Linked DNA regions of Sus scrofa: region 2 is linked to region 1. A link is a contact called in public Hi-C data. All regions are on one chromosome and are shown on one strand. Each heading gives the region's core, a stretch centred on a gene start, on an enhancer-like site or on the middle of the called end of the contact. The rest is flanking DNA. Distances are from core to core; before and after follow the strand shown. Region 1 overlaps CACNA1A (voltage-dependent P/Q-type calcium channel subunit alpha-1A). Region 2 has its middle 30 kb from the start of IER2.

Region 1 (2,926 bases), core at 227-2,726:
GAGCTTCCATATGCCCCAGGTGCAGCCCTAAAAAGACAAAAGACAAAAAAAAAGGAAATAAAAAGAAAAAAAATTTTAAGAAATAAATAAAGATGTAAATGACCATACTTAGCTGATGGGCCACACAAAGATAGGTCCAGATTTGCTCTGCAGGCTGGAACTTAGCAACTGCTGGGTGAGGGGAAAAAAATGTTTGGTTTTTCAAAGCTTTCTAGATTTTGGAGTTGTGGGTAAGAGATTTTGGTCCTGAAGTCTCCCATCTTTGGGTCATCCTCATGACGGAACGTTTAGACTCGGTCGGAGAAAGTGCTGAACCTCTCACTAATCAAGCGCTCAGTAACACTTTTTGTCACTAACGTAGCTAGGGTTACTGTGCTGCTGGGAGCAGCCTGTTCCTATACTGATGGCTGTTTCCTGGAACTGGAAGGATCCCAGGCAACTGGCTAGGCATCTGGGGCTAACCTTTGCTCCCTAACCTGAGAAGGATCAGCATCTCCCCGGCCTTGTCCTGATAAACCAAGAAATGTGCTTATCTCCTATCCTGCTCTTAACCCCCCTCCCAAGCCACAGGTTCCCACCCTCAGGACTAGAAGTATTCAAGTTGGAAGAGGGCACTAGATTCTGAGTCAATTCTCCAAAAAGATAATAAAAAGAGGAGTTCCCTTTTGGCTCAGCATGTTAAGGATCTGGCATTGTCACTTCAGGGGCTCTGGTGGCTGCTGTGGTGCAGATTTGAGCCCTACCCTAGGAACTTCCATATGCTGCAGGTGCAAAAACAAACAAACAAAAACCAACAACAATAAGAAAAAATGACTGGACTCACACAGAGTCCCCTGGTGGTCTCTTGGATTTGACACTTTCACCAATGCAGCCCAGGTTCAGTCCCTGGTCTGGCAACTGATATCCCACTGCACACCATGGAGAAAAATAAAAGGTTGGCCTGAATCAGCTCCCCCACTGGACATGGCATCACCTTGGATTTGTCCCCAAGTGGATACCCACACACTCCAGGGGAAAATGGGGGTGTGGCTGCTTCCCAGGCTGAGCGTGGGCTGGTAGGAGCCTCTTCCTCCTCCTCCCCCACCTCTCTGGTGGCCATTGACGGGTGTCCCTTGGTGGCCTCACAGTCCCCATTTTCTGTGGCAGTGGCAAGTACCTCCTCTATGAGAAGAATGAGGTGAAGGCGAGGGACCGAGAATGGAAGAAGTATGAGTTCCATTACGACAACGTGCTGTGGGCCCTGCTGACCCTCTTCACCGTGTCCACCGGAGAGGGCTGGCCGCAGTAAGTGGCCCTGTCTGAGAGCCCCGCCCACAGGAGCTCCTGTTGGGGGCGGGGAGGAAGGAGTGGGAGAGGAAAGGGTCTGAGAGCCCAGTGTTGAGAAAGGTCTAAGGAAGGAGGGGTTCACTCCTGGCTTGCAGAAGTGGGGACAACGCCAGATGCAAGACGGGCTGTCACCAGAGCAGCCACCACCACATGTGGTTGGGCTTCTAGGGGCGGAAATCCAGCCATCACTTGGCTCACCAGCCGCTGAATGCTTAAGGGCTATGCGTTCCCAGAACAGGCACTGTTTCTAATTTGCAGAAAGGCTGCACGTACACTGTTAACCCTTCCTGTGCTGGTGACCCCAAACCGCCAAGGTGATGGGGGTGGGGCAGCGAGGTTGGGGTGTGGGGAGCATGGCATTTTCCAAGTCTGTCTGACCACAGGACCATTCTCTCCCAGACTGGGGTAAGATGGGTGAGGCCAACTCGTGTGCATCCAAAATTTAAATTTTGGGAGGAGTTCCCTGGTGTCTCAGTGGGTGAAGGACCGGGCCTTGTCACTGCTGTGACTCTGGTTATTGACGTGGCCAGGGTTTGATCCTGGGCCTGGGAACTTCCCCCATGCCACAGGCATCCCCCCCCAAAAAAAAGTGCCTTCAAAATTTAAATTCTTGATATTTTGTTCATCATGGATTTTTGGCACTTCTTTTGATTTTTTTAAAACACTGCAGTTATTGCTAAATGCCATTTATCTCAGTTACTGATGGGTTTGACACCCCCTTCATTTGTGCCCAAAGCAAATGCCTCTCTTTCACCTTAGTCGTCCTCCTCCCAGAGGTCTCGGCTGAATTCAAGTTGAAGGTTTGGTAGATTCCAGTGTGTGCCTTCAGCATCCTCACCTCCTCCCCTCAATCAGCAAACATCCTATCCCAAGAGTGCTTTTCCCCGCACCCACACACATCTCAGTACCCACACGTATGGAGCTAGTACTAGCCCATAAGGCACCTTTGAGCAAATTTTTAAAGACATGCCTTCTTCAACAGACTTCACCTCCATCTGTCAGAAAAGCACTGCAATCTACTTAATGATCTCGCCCAAAGAAGGCACTTTATGGCCACCTGCCAAAAAGCTGTCTTCATTAATATACAAATCTATCATGTCTTGTATGAACAGTCCCCTTAGACGCAGAGCCCTTGAGCAGTGCTTGACCTGTGCAACTGTCCAGAGCAGCCATGTACACACTCGCTCCCATGTGCATCCTCCTTACACGTCCTCAGCTCCCAACACCACCTGTGCTTAAATACCACGCCCCCCACACACACACACATACACAGACACCTGCCTCCGTGACCCACTGGTCACTTCCATTCATGACTATAAACCTAGTTGCAATCCCACCTTGGCCACGTCTGAGGGAGTAATCTTCAGAAAATCACTTTAAATTGCTGAACTCAGTTTCCTAGTGTGCAAAATGGAGCCAGTAATGACGTCCATAAGAGATTGCTGGGAAAATAAAATTGACCATCTTTTCCAGCACAAAATAGACCCTCGATATAGGGCAGTAGACCTAACTGGCATTGTTGTTAACACAGGGAAAGGAGATGGAAAGATTACAGCTTCATAAAGTAACCACAGCGACCAGAGTCAGAAAACAGTGACTA
Region 2 (2,926 bases), core at 187-2,686, 62 kb after region 1:
AACTGTGGTGTAGGCTGCAGACGCGGCTCTTGGATCCCTTGTTGCTGTGACTCTGGCGTAGGCTGGCAGCTGCAGCTCCAATTCAACCCCTAGGCTGGGAACCTCTATATGCCACAGGAGCGGCCCAAGAAATGGCAAAAAAGACAAAAAAAAAAAAAAAAAAAGAGGTGCCAGATGGAGTTCCCGTCGTAGCTCAGCAGTAACAAACCCGACTAGTATCCATGAAGATGGGGATTCAATCCCTGGCCTCGCCGAGTGGGTTAAAGATCCAGTGTTGCTGCGAGCTGTGGTGTAGATCACAGACATAGCTGGGATCCTGAGTTGCTATGGCTCTGGTGCAGGCAGGCAGATGCAGCTGATTCAACCCCTAGCCTGGGAACTGCAATATGCTGCAGGTATGGCCCTAAAAAGACAAAAAAAATTTTTTAATTAATAATGTAAATAAAATAAACAAAAGAGGTGCCAGAGAGACCCAACCACCACCACATGAAGACACAAAAAGAAGACAGCCATCTATGAACCTAGAAGTGGATTCTCACCAGACACTGAATCCACCAGGATCTTGACCTTGGACTCCCAGCATCTAGAACTGCAAGAAATAAATGAATGTTGCTTGTAAGCTCCCAATCCAGTCCATGGTATTCTGTTTGAGCAGCCTGAACAGACTAAGCTGAACCCTAGCTGAAGACGCTGAAGAGGACTGAGCAGAAGAGGGCTGTTGGCTGGAGTAGAGTCTGCAGCGGGGATGATGGATGCAGAACCAGTGTCATTCCACCCCTGCCTTCAATCTGCCATGAGAGCCCCATCTGCTGAATGTGACACTCACTTTTCATCAAGTCTCTTGTCCCTGCCCAGAATGGTGGCCTGGGCCCTTTATGCAATCTCCCCATCAAGCTGACCACCTTGGACCTTTCAAAGCTGCCCAGAGCTCCAACCCCCTCCCTACCTCCTTTAGGGTTCCACCCAGGCCCAGACCCTCTCCATCATCCTCCCCCTCACCCACCCTGCTCCCGCTCTTAAGCAGCAGAAAGCTTTCACCATCCACAAGGTATCTTCCTAGACTCTGCTCAGTAGAAAATGATCTGTAGGTATACACAGCCAGCGGTGGACCGTGATGTTTACCTCTGAAAAGAGTGCGGAATAGAGCTGTGTAGACCTTCATGTTGTTCTTAATTAATTCTACAAAACCACACGATCACTTTTGTAATCACGAGACAGTTTTTAAATGCATCCAGATGCCTCCCTGTGTAAAAAGAGCTTTCTCTGAGCGCCAGATCTCCCAAGCCCATCAAAGACCACATTTAATCAATCCATTAAACAACCAAATGTGACTCAGTGCTCCCCCACACCAAGACTTGGGTGTGTCCCCCAGCTCCTGGTCCAGGCGAGGGCCCTGAGAGGTGTTGGTTGAGCTGAGATTGAGCAGGCTGGACCAGTAAAGGTGCACAAGGCAAGCAGGCAGCGCCACCTGGAGGCCAGAAGGCGAATGGCCAAGCGCGTGATCCCTGTAAACCGTCGGGGGCGGGGGGGGGGGCGGGGGGGCGGGGGGGGGCAGCTGAGGTGGAGCCAGAAGAGGGCAGGAAAGCTCCTCGAGTCTCTGCTCCAAGGTCAGAAGTAGGATCATGGGGACCTGGCGCTCATATATGCCCAGCAGCTCTATTGAAAGAACTTTCTAATGACAACGGAGCAGATGGCTCAGGACAACCCAGCATCCAAGCCAGCTGAGGCTGGCTGGAGCTGGAGGTTCTGTGAGCCTCTAAATTAGGCCTCCACTTTTCTCAAGAAGACCCCAATGGGGGAGTTCCTGTCATAGCTCATTGGTTAAGGAATCCGACTAGGAACCATGAGGTTGCAGGTCCAATCCCTGGCCTTGCTCAGTGGCTTAGGGATCCGACATTGCCGTGAGCTGTGGTGTAGGTTGCAGCCGGCGGCTTGGATCCCGTGTTATGGTAGCTTTGGTGTAGGTTGGCGGCTGTGGCTCCGATTCGACCCCCAGCCTGGGAACCTCCATATGCCGTGGGAGTGGCCCAAGAAATGGCAAAAAAAGACCCAATTGGAGACAGGAGGTCAGCAGAGGCACTCCAGGGAGAGCTGTGAGAGGAAGGGCCGGCTAGGAGGAAATGAAGGAGGCACTTTCTGATCGAAAACTAAGGCTAAAAAAATAAAATAATGTCAAATAAAATAAAATGGAGTTCCCTGGTGGCCAGCAGTTAAGGTTTGAGCGTAATCACTGCTGTGACAGCAGGTTCAATCCCTGGCACCGGAACTTCCGCATGCCATCGGTCCCAGCCAAAAATAAAGGAAGGAAGGAAGGAGAAAAGAAAGGAAGGAAGAAAAATAAAAGAAGAAAACTAAGAGTCAGAAAGTTTTCATCACTTGGCCAAGGTCACATAGAGAGAAAAGGGTAGCTCTTGAGTCCACACCCAGCTGGTTTCCCTCTAGTCAGCCTGCTCTGAGTCAGTAGTGGTCCTGGGGGTTTTCGTTTGCTGGGCAGAGGATGCAGGTGTGATCTGATTCCCCTGAAGGCACAGTGGTTCTAGACCTGCCACATCCAACAGCAATCTAAAATGAGTCACATAGAGTTCTCCTTGTGGCTCAGCAGAAACAAATCCAACTAGCATCCATGAAGACACTGGATCGATCCCAGGCCTCACTGAGAGGGTTAAGGATCTGGTGTTGTGGTGAGCTGCGGTGTAGGTCACAGATGCGGCTCGGATCCTGCATTGCTGTGGCTGTGCCGCAGGTCGCAGCTACAGCTCCAATTCGACCCCTAGCCTGGAAACTTCCATATATATGCTGCACCTGTGGGCTTAAAAAAATAAAACAAGTTACATTTACAGAGTTCCTGCTGTGGCACAATGGGGTTAGGAACCCAACTGGAGAGGTTTGGGTTGCTGTGGAGGCCCCAGATTCGATCCCCAGCCTG

What was found. Hi-C and Micro-C count contacts between places; a contact is called where the count stands out from the background.
Region 2: a Hi-C map of adipose tissue shows a contact between it and region 1, with 4 times the contacts expected there. The contact joins two enhancer-like sites. A contact is called at or near these places in 1 of 5 promoter capture datasets (liver) and 22 of 47 Hi-C or Micro-C datasets (adipose tissue, alveolar macrophages, brain and 12 more).

The regions. Positions count from the first base shown.
Region 1 is chr2:65,818,700-65,821,625 of Sscrofa11.1, forward strand. CACNA1A (voltage-dependent P/Q-type calcium channel subunit alpha-1A) reads left to right here. Exons shown (of 54, transcript XM_021083710.1): 33 at 1,147-1,284. Among named protein-coding and RNA genes, the nearest start is that of IER2, 92 kb to the right of the region's middle. Within about 2 kb of position 1,477, at least 3 of the 83 cell types and tissues checked have an H3K27ac peak or open chromatin away from gene starts, as enhancers often do. A contact at or near this core is called in adipose tissue, where this site is marked.
Region 2 is chr2:65,881,220-65,884,145 of Sscrofa11.1, forward strand. No RefSeq gene overlaps it. Among named protein-coding and RNA genes, the nearest start is that of IER2, 30 kb to the right of the region's middle. Within about 2 kb of position 1,437, at least 13 of the 83 cell types and tissues checked have an H3K27ac peak or open chromatin away from gene starts, as enhancers often do. A contact at or near this core is called in adipose tissue, where this site is marked.